Regions from separate parts of the Oryctolagus cuniculus genome. Here region 2 is linked to region 1. The links are chromatin contacts, called in public Micro-C maps. All regions are on one chromosome and are shown on one strand. The core of a region is the stretch at or near the end of the contact, and the rest is flanking DNA. Distances in the headings are between cores, read along the strand shown. Region 1 holds the start of CNDP2 (carnosine dipeptidase 2). Region 2 holds the start of CYB5A (cytochrome b5 type A).

Evidence for each region. A called contact is a pair of places that touch in the nucleus more often than the background predicts.
Region 2: a contact with region 1 is called in a Micro-C map of ear pinna, with 4 times the contacts expected there. The contact joins the promoter of CYB5A here to the promoter of CNDP2 in region 1. A contact is called at or near these places in 2 of 6 Hi-C or Micro-C datasets (ear pinna and an unstated tissue).

What each region holds. Positions count from the first base shown.
Region 1 is chr10:4,282,789-4,289,135 of mOryCun1.1, reverse strand. It overlaps CNDP2 (carnosine dipeptidase 2), which reads left to right and starts at 3,735. Exons shown (of 12, transcript XM_008261467.4): 1 at 3,735-3,843.
Region 2 is chr10:4,463,091-4,469,437 of mOryCun1.1, reverse strand. CYB5A (cytochrome b5 type A) reads right to left here and starts at 3,814. Exons shown (of 6, transcript NM_001171263.1): 1 at 3,670-3,814. The coding sequence starts at 3,798.

The DNA.
Region 1 (6,347 bases), core at 2,486-4,985:
TCACCAGCTGCTAGGACTCCTGTGTTTTTGATCTGTGTGCCCACAACACTTCAAGGGCATAACTGCCACACAGGACACGAGCGATGCAGCAGCCCAGTGAATCAGTTCATGAATCGTAGCTCAGAGACCAGATCTGTCAGACAACCAGAGACACCAAAGCAAACAAAAAGCACACATGGCCTTAGAGTGTGTGTGCACTCACGTTAGGCTTCCGGGTGAGTATCTACTTTCCTGATCATCTCAGTGCCATGACTCTTGGCCTGAGAGCCATGCTGAAGATTACAGGGCAGAGAATTCAAGCTTCGGAAGTCGACATTTGAAAAATCCTTGACCCAGTGTATTCAAGGCGAGACAGGTTTATCCCTAGAATCTTAGTAAGTTTGGCCCCATGGGTGTATCTTCAGGAGAAAGGCTATTTGAAATGCGAAGTAAACTAACGTTGACTGACGATTCTCTTGGCACTCAGTAATTCCTGATATTCAAACTACCATTTGGACACAAAACGCAGCCTCGCATACAGGATAAGCGAACTCCGCTAGGAAAGCACTTCTTTTCCCGCTCCCGGAAGTCTCCCCAGCTCCGTGTGAGGGTGAGGGTGAGGGTGGAGGTGGGTCTGGAGCAGGGACCCCACCGAAGGGCCAGGAGCCTGCACTTCACCCCGGAGCACCACCATCGTGGAGGAGCCACAGTCCATGGGCAGACAGAGGCCCAAGCCTCAGCATGGCTGTGAGAACAAAGGGCTGGGGGAGACCACCCCAGCAGTGACCCCCGCCAGGCTCATACCAGCATTCTGTTGTTACAGAACAAACCGCCGGCAGCTGAAAGCAACAGTCGCTCCACCTCCTGCTCTCTGCAGCGTTGGCCACGCGTCCGCTCAGGGCCTCACAGGTATCTGAGGGACCTGCAGCAGGGTGTGTCCTCATCTGCAGGCTTGGCTCGGGAGGACCTGCTTCCAAGCCTATCCACGTGCTTGGCATGACTCACGTGATGGAGGCCCTCGGCCTGCAGATGCCATGAGCCTGCGCCTGCCACGTGGCCTCTCCACAATACGGCAGAACAGCCGCTGCGGCCGCATGCCTCTCTGATGTCCCCCACGTCTGACCTCTAGACCCTTCCAAAGAACTCCCCTGAGTAGGTCGGCCCCTCACCACTCACACGCTCAAGGGCGGGTGCAGAAATCAGGATTCTGTCCACCATGGGAGCAACAGGAGTGAGCAAAGCCGTGAGTGTGGCTTTGGACATACTGGTGCCAGTGAGGTCCTGCAGGTCACAAAACACAGGCATGTGGGGCTGCAGACTCAGATCAGCCAACGCACCAGGGATGAACCCAGGGCCGGGGATACCCAACCGACTACTGTGGACTGGCACAGAATGGACCTGCGGCTCCAGCTCCTCCACGGCCCCTCCTGCTCGGCCTCCTTCCTCATGCCACCCTGCTGGGCGCTGATTCCCTGCAGAAGTTACCACATTCTCCCCCGTACCTGGGCTCTGAGACACAGTGTGCTCTCCCGAGCGGCCTCTGTGCCAGGGCCCTCTGCCCTTAAGAGTGCTGGGTGCTCCCACTGTGTGTGTGTGAAGCGTGGTTTAATGGAATTCACTGATCCTGCAGGCTCTGTCTCAAGCTGCAGCAACTGGAAACACGATCTAACATCCTGTGGGCAGATGTACAATCAACAGTAACTTCTACAGTCCTCAAGTTCTCAGAATAAGGTCACAGCATTTTTTTCTCATTTTAGTCAGCTTTTTGTTACCACAATGAAATACCTGAGCCGATGGACTTTACGAGGAGAGCAGGTTTATTTTGGCTTATGGTTCTGGAGGTTCATAGTCCAAGACTGGGCCAGACTCAATTGGTGTGGCCTCCGGTAATGGTGTTCTTACTGGTGCCAAGCATCACGGGAATGTGCCCGTGTCTGTGTCTGTCTGTGTCCGTGTCTGTAACTGTGCTGTGTCTGTCTGTGCTGTGTCTGTCCGTGTGTCTCATCGCAAAGCCATCAGGATTTCATCACAAACCAACTGATCCAATCTAATCACTCTCATCTCACTGGCTCAGGTCTTCACCCTCAGCAACGTTAACGTCTGAAGGAGTCCGGAGGCCAGGCCACTGCGTTTCCCGGGTTCCCAGCCCCTGCTCACCTATGCATTTACCTGTTTCCCGGGTTCCCAGCCCCTGCTCACCTATGCATTTACCTGTTCTTCTCAACGCCCGTGCTCCGCAGCTCCCGCAGAGAAGCAGAGACACCCAGCTCCCGATGCTGAAGGCGTGTCCGCAGAGGAGAGGTGGGTGTGCAGGGCCACCTGCTGGAGGTTCAGGGCTGCACACACTGGGGCTCGAATGCTAGCTCACTTACTTAACCAAGGCACTGCTGAGGCCGGGGTCTTCAGCTTGAAAAACGACTTTCTAAAGGGCGCCCAGAGAGCCACCAGGACATGGATTCCCAACGGCCAGATCCACAGGAGCCCTGCCCTAGAGCGGCCAGGCCTGGGCGCGGCAGAGCGGGGAGCCGGCCTGTGTTCCCACCAGGCCTCTCTGCTTACGAATCCTGCCCACTGTGACCAGCAGGTAACTGCACCTTCTCTGGGCCAGGCGCTGTTCTAAGCTGTGTATGGTGAGCAGCCCTTTCAAGGCCTAGCCTGTTACAAAGGGACAACCCCAAGTGCCACACTGTATTCTTGGATGACACCCCCCGCCCCAGTCAAGGACACAGGGCACATTTTGCATTTCCAGAACCAGGCTCTAGAATGTTCTACCTTCCACCAACATTTTTCAAGTAAAAGGGTTCTACCTTAAGGGTGAATTTATTATTTTCTTAATATTTACTCAGATTCACAGGAGAAGCCTCTTCACTAATTCTTGCAAACCACGATGAAATATTGTTAACGCATTCGTCTCACTTGGGCCCAAGCCTCCTCCCGGCTCTTGTCAACACAACCCTTGCTCGTTTCATCCCCACCACGTACCCATCGCATTTTGATAAACTGTAGCGGGCTATGGATTCTACGCTACATCACTTCCTTCTGCTGTGGTTCTCACCGAACCCTGTCTCACTCCAGCAAGCCTTTCACATATGGATACCTGAACCACTTTGTTCAAAGCCCAGTTGATAGCATGGAAGGTTGTATCGCCAATAAACTTTGCCTCCTAACATCTAAGAGTTCTTTACCCGAATGTGTAATACACTCAAATGCAAAGAACGACCGCTTGGAGAGGCAGAGACGAGCAGAGCGAGGTCACTCCGCAACGCCCACCTCCTCCGGGCTGGGCTCACAAGCACCAGCGAGAAACCCTGAGCCCCCCGGGGAATCCGACGGCCTCGGACCCAGGCCCTGGAGGGGGCTGGGCAGCTCCCCGGCGCCACCTTGACCCTCAGGCCTGGGATCGCACCGGCTTGGAACCAGCAAACTTGTATTAAAAAACAAGTCATCACGCGGGGCAGCGCCACGTCAGCGGGCCGCGGAGCGACAGCGACCGCCCCCAGGGTGGGCCCAGGATCGCACACCCCACGCCACGAGCCGGACCTCGCCGGACCTCGCCGGACCTCGCCGGACCTCGCCGGACCTCGCCGGACCTCGCCGGACCTCGCCGGACCTCGCCGGACCTCGCCGGACGGGTACACCCGCGGCCACACGCCTCCTCACGCACGCACGCACGCACGCACGTCCCTCCCTGTGCCTCTCGACGCGGAGGGGCGGGGCGACGTCGGTCCTCACGGCGAAACCGGGGATTGGTGGACGGGAGGGTGACGTCGGCCCTCCAGGCGAGGCGGGGCGTCGGTGGGCGGGGCGGGCCCAGGGGCGTGGCCGGGGACACGTGGTACGGAAGCCGCGCCGCGCCTGCCGCCGGTAAGCGGACCTTCTTCGCGGAGCCTTCCCGCTGCCTCTTTGTCCCGGTGGGCGGCCCGAGTCGGGGAGCGGGCCGGGCTGCGAGGGCCCCGGCCAGGCGACGGGCTCGCGCCTCGTTCCTGTGCGGCCGGCCTGCTGTCGGCCTCGGCAGGCCGGAACTGTGGAGGCCGCGCTGTTCCTGGGGCAGGGGGCCGCCCCGGAAGTCCCTGGGGCGAGGCGGCCCCTCGGCAGGGACCCCTACCTCCGTCTCGGTCCCCCGGGTCGTCGCGATGACCTGGACAGCCCCGGGTTCAGGCCTGCGCGACTCCTGGGGGCGGGGTCTGGAGCGGGGCGCCCCGAGGCGAGGTGGGGTTGCGGGGAGCCTGCAGGGCGGGCCTGCCGACAACTCCAGGCTCCCTGCACCCAGGAGTGCCCCCTGCACCAGCGTGTAGGCCCGGAGGCTGGAGCCCCTGAGGGGAGACCCGGATCCCTGGCCGGCTTGCTGATGCGGGCAGGTCTCGCATTGCATCGGCCTCAGTCTCTGTATCTGTGAAATGGGCGACGGCACTCGGTCCGCCTGCGCTGTCGTCCTGGAGTCCCTGGGCCTCGCAGCCAGGGCCCCCAGCCTGCGCTCGCTGCCCAGGTTGGTTTCTGGAGAGCCGTCCTGGTGCACGGGACCTGCCTGGGGCCTGTGTGGGAGGAGGGGAGAGGACAGATCGGTTCACAGTATGTTTGGGGTGGATTTCTAGGAAGACAGGTGGGAAGCCCCACCCGCGTTCTGGTGGCTTTTACATAGACTGAAGCCGTGATTCGTTATCTACTGTATACCTTGAGCTGATGAGGAACAGCATTGGGATTCCCAGCGCTGAGAGAACCCGGGAGCTTTAAAGAGGGAGGCGTGGGCTAAGATTTGCTTCTTTGCAGCCCAGCATTTTGCTGTCAGCTCCACCAGGGAAGAGGACAGTGGGTCCATCTGACTTTGGTGCTGGGGTCGGGGGTGAAACACGGAGAGCGGGCTGCCTGACCCCGGGCCCAGTGGCTGGAGTCAGCGTTGGGAGGACCCGGGCCCAGTGGCTGGAGTCAGCGTTGGGAGGAGCGGCTGCCTCTTCCCCCGCCCGCCCGGCGGCTGCCTGGGTAGCGGAACAGGCCGGCCTTTGTTCTGTCTCCTGCGGTAGAAAGCGCACTTGCACTTTGGATCATTGTATCGTTGAGTGCCTTCAGCTGCAAGGCCGTGGGTTAATTTGACTACAGAGAACTTACTGGTAGTAAGAATGTGTCTCATGGATGTGGGATTTGTGGTACTTTACAAACCCAAGTGAGAAGCCCCAACAGCAGCGTTTCATCCTGCAAACAGGTCGCTTGCATGTGTGCGTTTCATGCAAACAGGTAGCGTGTGTGTGTGTGTGTGCGTGTGTGTGTGCGTACATTTTTGCTGACTGATGGATGAGAGTGTGACGTGTTGGCAGCTGTAAGATGTCTGCAACATCAGCAGTGGACTCTGCTTTTTCCAGCGCCTCCACTGAGTCACGTGAGTGGGCGGGGAGGTGTGCAGGCATGTCCTGCCCTGCTGCTGGCGTTCGAAGGGGGGCAAGAGGGCACTAGGAGCTTAGTCGTCGGAGCTCCTGCCCACACAGAATTCACACGACTTCATGACTGTGCGCGCAGCTGGGGAAGCTTCCTGGGCCTGCCAGGCGGCTGCCAGGCTTGGGGAAAATCACCTGTCCATTTAGAGCTCTCTCTGGGGTCCCACACAAAGAACAGAAAGCTCTTTAGCGGCGGTGTGTCCGTGCGTGGCATTCACCCGGCACCCACGCGGGCGGCCCTGCAGCTGTGGCTGCGATGCACCCGGGGTCCCAGCCGCGCTGCTGCGTCACTAGCCCAGACCTGCCACCACCGTGAGTCTCACCCCTAACGGGACTCCAGACCGTCAGCCGAAGAAAGGGACTGAGCCGGCTTTGAACGTCTCAGCCCCAGAATTACGTTTTCGCTTCGAATTCCTTTCGATTCTTAAGAACATGGCTTCTTCTCCCCCGTACTGTCAGGTGCTGCAGAAGCTGCTAGGTGTCCGGCATGGAAAACCAGTGTAGGAGGTGTGTCCCGCAGGCTGCGGGTCAGCGGCCGCTCCCGTCTTGTGTTCCTGCAGGACAGCATAGGCAGCATCCAGCCCTCGGGCACACCTGGTCCGGCCCTGCCGAGGCAGCCCCCGGCGGGCTGGAAACGCAGCAGACCCGTAGCGGCCGGTTTTTGAGTCGATAATGTTGTGTGGCCTGTGAACGATGTTGTGAATATCCAAATGGCCCCTTGGCAAAAAGAAGAGTCCCCTACCCCCTTGCCCCCCCCCCCCCGGCCGCACATTTGGCACGCTGCCCTCAGCCTGTGCTGTTGGAGGACCAAGAGCACCCACTTCAGAGCTCGTAGCCTTCCATGGGCTGTGTTGGCTGTGTTGCGGGCTTGTGGCTGAAGACACGAGGTGTGCCGAGGTGACTGTCTTCTCTGGGGCAGTAGGAAGTGGAAGGTTCCCTGTG
Region 2 (6,347 bases), core at 2,565-5,064, 180 kb before region 1:
TGGATGGAAGACACCTCTCTCTCTCTGCCTCTGCCTCTCTGTAACTCTGCCTTTCAAATAAATTAATTAAAAAAATTTGTTTACCCAAAAAAAAAATTTCTCAGGGCCGGATTGTGGCATACCAGATTAAGCTGCTGCCTGTGACACTGACATTCCATGTGGGCACTGGTTCAAGAGCTGGCTGTTCTAGTTCCAATCCAGCTCCCTGCTCATGGCCTGGGAAAAGCAGCAGTGGATGGCCCAAGTGTTTGGGCCCCTGCAACCCACTTGAACACCCAGATGAAGCTCCTAGCTCCAAACCCAGGCACTGCGACCATCTTGGGAGTAAACCAGCGGGAAGGAGATCTCTCTCTGTCTCTCCCTCTCTGTGTAACTCTTTCAAATAAATATATCTTTTTTAAAAAAATTCTCAGGAAGATATTTCACAAATCAAACACCCACTGACTCAAAGGGATGAATCATGTGATACTTTGGTCCCTTTCACGGCTCGTTTAGAAGTGGAATAAATGCTGCTGCCCAAATCAGAGGCAAAAATGCAAACCAGCTTTCCCCCCAACCCTAAATGCCCACATTTTCATTTCAGATGACTTCCTCTCAGAGTTCTTTAACCATCGGGGGTGTGGGAGACGGTGCAGCGGGCTAAGCCGCCACTTGGGACGCCACATCCCCGCTGCTCTGCATCAGATCCAGCTTCCCGCAGACTCAGACCCTGGAGGCAGCAGTCATGGCTCAAGTGCCTGGGTGCCTGCTCTGCTACCCATGTGGGAGACCCAGATGGAGTTCTGGGGTCCTGGCTCTGGCCTGGCTCAACTCTGTTCTTCTGCCTTTCAAATAAGTAAAATTTTTTTTTTTTTTTTTTGACAGGCAGAGTTAGACAGTGAGAGAGAGACAGAGAGAAAGGTCTTCCTTTCCTTCCATTGGTTCACCACTCAGATGACCGCTACAGCCGGTGCGCTGTGCCGATCCAAAGCCAGGAGCCAGGCGTCTCCTCCTGGTCTCCGATGCGGGCACAGGGCCCAAGCTCTTGGGCCATCCTCCACTGCCTTCCCGGGCCACAGCAGAGAGCTGGACTGGAAGAGGAGCAACCGGGACAGAATCCAGCGCCACGAAGCCTGGTCATAATAAAATCACACATGACAAGATTCAATTTCACACATATAAACTCAAAAACTAGAACTCAGGACTGACAAAACGTATAGCTCAGAATATACGGTGGGGCTGGCACTGTGGCACAGTGGCTTAAGCTACTGCTTGTGACACCAACATCCCAAATGGGAGTGTTGATTTGAGTCCTGGCTGCTCCACTTCTGATCCAGATCTCTGTTATCGCACCTGAGAAAGCAGCAAAGACAGACCCAAGTGACTTGGCCACTGCTACCCTCATGAAAGAGACCCAGATGGAGTCCCAGACTCCTGGTTCCAGCGGGACCAGCCCCAGCTGTGGTAGTCATTTGGTGAGTGAACCAGTGGATGGAAGGTATCTGTCTCTCTCCCTGGCTCTCCCTCCCTTCCTGCCTCTCTCCCTTTCTGCCTGTAAAATAAATACATAAATCCTTTAAAAATATATGTAGGCGGGGGCTGGCACTGTGGCACAGCAGGTTAAAGCCCTGGCCTGAAGCTCCAGCATCCCATATGGGCGCCGGTTCTAGTCCCGGCCGCTCCTCTTCTGATCCAGCTCTCTGCTGTGGCCTGGGAAAGCAGTAGAAGATGGCCCAGGTCCTTGGGCCCCTGCACCCACGTGGGAGACCTGGAAGAAGCTCCTAGCTCCTGATTGGTGCAGCTCCGGCCGTTGTGGCCATCTGGGGAGTGAACCAACAAATGGAAGACCCCCCCCCCTCTCTGCCTCTCCTCTCTGTGTAACTCTGACTTTCAAATAAATAAAATAAATCTAAAAAAAAATGCAGGCAATAAGGCTTATAATCTTGCCTCCAAGCAAGTATTAGGCAGGAACCCAACACCTGCTGCTCTTTCTCCCGTCATTAATAACAAGCCCAGCTTCCTTCTCAGGTTCCTACCCTTCCTCCTGAACAAAACAGCTTTAGTTTAGGAGGGCAGAGCTCACATTGCACAACAGCTGAACTCCAACCTGTGTCCTTCTCTCCTGTTTCAACATCACCTGCCACACTTACACCTTTACCCAGAAACTCGCCCGAAACGCCGAGCTGCACATGTCGCCCAGCCCAGACCCCTCCCTACCACGGGAGCGGGTTAGAAATGAATCAAAGCCCTCCTGGCGGGTGACTGACTAGCGGTTGTTTGGTTTGATTCTCCCGGGAGCACTGTGAAGTGAGCACTGTCATCACTCTCCCGTTGTACAAACATGAACTCTGAGCACAGAGTGCAGGTGGCAGGCAGGACCTTGGCTGATCTCTCCACAGGGACGCGGGCGTGCAGGGACGGCCGTGGTACTCGAAGGAAGGGGAGACGCCGGGCCGCGGGGCGAGGGGCGGATTCAGAGCAGAGGAGGCTGCTAGCCCTCAACAACTCGACGCTCTGCAGAGCCACAAAGAACAAAACCTTCCACGCCGAGGTCATGCAGGGAAGACACACGGGCTTTCCTTATCGCGCAAAGACTCCCTGCGACTGCTGGAGTCTACTGATCAAAAGGGGAAAGACAGGAAGGCGAGGGGAGAGAGTCAGGAGAACGGCCCACTTCTGCGCCCAAGGTCGGTCTGCAATCAACACTGCTGGTCCCATCAAAGGAAGGGAAAAGGAGGAAGCTGGGGAGAAGTAAAAGCAGCGGGGGGGGGGGGGGGGGGGGGGTCAGTGCTGCCTAAGATTTACCGCTGGGCGGTGAGCATCCCACATGGAGGGCCTGGTCCCGAACCCAGTCATCCGACACCAGCTGCCCACAGGCACAGACCCTGGGAGGCAGCAGCGATGTCACTGGGCTCCTGGCACCCACGTGGGAGACCTGGCTGCACCTGGCACCTGGAGAGCCAGCCAGGGAAAGGGAGCGCCCGCGCCGGGGGTCCCTCATTCTTCCTGTAGATTCATGACTCGAACTCCCCCAGAGTGATGCGGTCCCAGAGATGGTCAGGGACAAGCACCGCTCGGAGTGGGCAGTGACAAGGATAATCTCATAAAAAACAACACGTCTGACCACAGGGAGTGTTCTCCCTTGCAGGCATGCCAAGTTGCTTTACGAGGCCCGGGTCCCACCCGCCGAACTTTGACTCCCGGTCCCTGGCCTCTTCCTGGGCTTCAGCAAGCCGCAGGCCCGTGCTCGCCGCCAAGCTGCACCGGGCGCGGCTCGCGCAGGGAGCGCGGCCCGGACCCCGGCGCGCTGTCCCCAGCGGCTCGCGGGAGGGAGAAGCCCACCAAAGCGGAGACCCCGCGCAGCCCAACTCGAGCACAGAGCGGATCTTCTCACCCTACTCACAGCAGGGCAGCTCAGCACCTGGCAGCAAGGCAGGACTGGGGGGCGGGGGGCTACAGGGGCTCCCGCGGCAGGAACGCAGGCGAGGGTCCTCGGCGCGTCCCCAGGTGCGCGGCCGTGGGCAGGGCTCCCCGAGACGCCCGCCCAGGGGTGCAGAGCCGGGACAGCGGTGCGTCCAAGGTGAGCGCGCTCAGCTGTGCAGACCAGGGGTGCAGCTCCCGCGGGGCGTGCGGCGCCGACACAGGGAGCCCCCCAAGCCCGGCCACGCGGCCCCCGGCCCCCCAACTTACCTCCTCCAGAAATTTGGTCAGATCGTACACCTTGTGGTGCAGGATCAGCCAGGTGCTTTTGCTGTGGTTGTGCTTCTTAATCTCTTCTAGGGTGTAGTACTTCACGTCTTTGTCTGACTGCGCAGCCATCTCTGCACGAGGCGGACCAGGCCCTGCACTCACAGCCGTACCGGGTGGAGCGGGGCAAGCGTCTCAACCAGCTCCGCCCGGGACATTCCCCGCGCACCCGGCCCGGCGCCCGACACAGGGCGGTGGCGCGGCGGAGGAGGGGCGGGCGCCGCGAGGCCCCCGAGGATTGGCCAGGAAGCTTATCGCTCAAGGGGCTCCGCCCTCGGCCGACCCTCTGCTCCAGCCCGAGCGTGCCCCGCGCCCAACGCGCAGGTTCTGATTGGCTGCGGGAGCTGCCCTTCACAGTCACCCGGCGGCGGGGGGGCGCGGGGGGCGCGGAGGGCGGGCGGGGCTTCGCTGAGACTGCGCAGACGGCGGCGAAAGATGCGCGGTGGGGGACAGGGTTCTCCCCGGGGAGGGTAGCGACCTCGGCTCGCAGTGGCCGGCGTTTGGTGAGGGGCGGCCGTCAGTGGTCGTCCTCCGCATCCGCAGACGTTGCGGAGACGCTGGATGGGACGGGAGCCTCCCCTCGGCTTCCCGCGGAGCACACGTCCCAAATGCCCGCTGCGGACCGCGGGGTCGCGTCCCTGACCTCCGCCCGGGGACTTGAATTCTTCCCGTACGAAGTAGGGCATGAGTCTGCCGCTCTGAGGAAGCGTGTGCGCCTCCCGGCCGTCCGCTCCCGCGTCCTGAGGAAGCGGGAAGAAGCGCTCCTTCGACAGGGCACGCGGGCCCCTCCCGCAGTGGTGGTGGGCTGCAAAAGGCCTGGCCCCGGGGTGACCACGGAGTCCCTCCTGCCCGAGCGTCGGCAGGGCCTGCAGGCAGCCCTAGCCCAGGAGGAAGAAAAGCATTCCAAAAATACATGTGCGTCCCCTTGTGCTCGCCAGGAAAACATTCCCAAGTGTGACACTTTGGTATTAAGAGATGTTTCTAAGGACTGAGTAGTGCTAAGAAGGTAAACTGTTTGCACTGTGATACTCGGCTTGAGTCACGCATAATACACAGCTGCTTTATTTCACTCCAACCAATGCAAACGAAAACGCTGAGATGATGGCCTGGAAGTCCTGTGCTTTCTTTAACCTTTACTTCTCAGAGAATCACAGGTTCACAAGAAGCTGCGAAAGTAATAGAGAGGTGCCATGCACCCCACACCCATCCTGCAATGGTTACACCTTAATTTATAGCACAGGATCAAAACCAGGAAGTTGACATTCTGTACAGTTCTGTCCTGACTTAGGACTTGCGTAGATTTGTGTTACCTCCACTACCACTACGTCGGAACAGTTGTGGCACCACAAGGGCTCCCAGGTGCTACCCACTTACAGCCACACCCACTTCCTTTGCAAACCATCCCTGACCCAGACAACCAGGCATCTGTGTTCCATGTACATAACTTTACCGTTTCAAGAATGTTATACGAATGGAATCATACGGCATACGGCCATTTGAGGATGGCTTTTTCACTTGGCGTACTATGCCTTTGGGATCCATCATTGTAAGTGTACTCATAGTTCCTTCTCATTAGTCAGTGTTGCTACATGGTAGGTAGGTGCCAGAGGATCACAGTTTGTTTAACCAATCACCGTCTGAAGGATATTTTCGTTGTTTCCAGTTTCAGGCTATTACAGCAAAGCACCTGTGAACAATCATACGCAGGTTTTTATGTAAACAGGTTTTATTTCTCTAGGATAAATGCCCAGGAGTGACCACTGGGACACTTAGTAAGAGTATCCTGAATTGCCAAACACCTTCCAGAGTGTATCATGCTATGTTCTTGTCAGCGGTGTGTGAGAGACGCAGCTTCCTGCCCTCCCCAACGTTTGGTCCCATCACTGTTGTTTATGTTACATATTCTAACATTTGTATGTGATCTTCAAAGAAATGTCTCTTCAAATCTTTTGTCCATTTTTTAGAAGGTCTTCCTTCCGTTGGTTCGTCCCCCCAATGGCCACTATGGCCAGCGCTGCGCCAATCCGAAGCCAGGAGCCAGGTGCTTCTCCTGGTCTCCCATGCGGGTGCAGGGCCCAAGGACTTGGGCCATCCTCCACTGCCTTCCTGCGCCACAGCAGACAGCTGGACTGGAAGAGGAGTGAGCGGAACAGAACCGGCGCCCCAACCAGGGCTAGAACCCAGAGTACCGGCACCACAGGCAGAAGATTAGCCTAGTGAGCCATGGCGCTGGCCTGTCCATTTTTAAATAATGGACTTTTTAATCTTGAGCTTTAAGAAGCATTTTTATAGGCAGATGGTTTCTGACTTATGATGGTTCAAACTATTGCTTTTTTTACTTTATGATGGTGTAAAAGTGCTGCACATTCAGCAGAAACTATACTTTCAGTTTTGAAGTTGGGTCTTTTTCCAGGCTAGTGATGCACAGTACAATCCTCCCTGGCCTTGCAGTCATGAAATTAAACAGCGGGTGCTCTGCAAAGTCTTGTGTGGCTAAGCTGTTCTCTGCAGTAGGTTGGATGTACTAACTACACTTTCAACACTCATATTTTCAGCTCCCAATGGGTTCATTGGCTTGTATCTGGAAGGTGTCCGGCACGTAACAAATCTTCCCAGCCAGA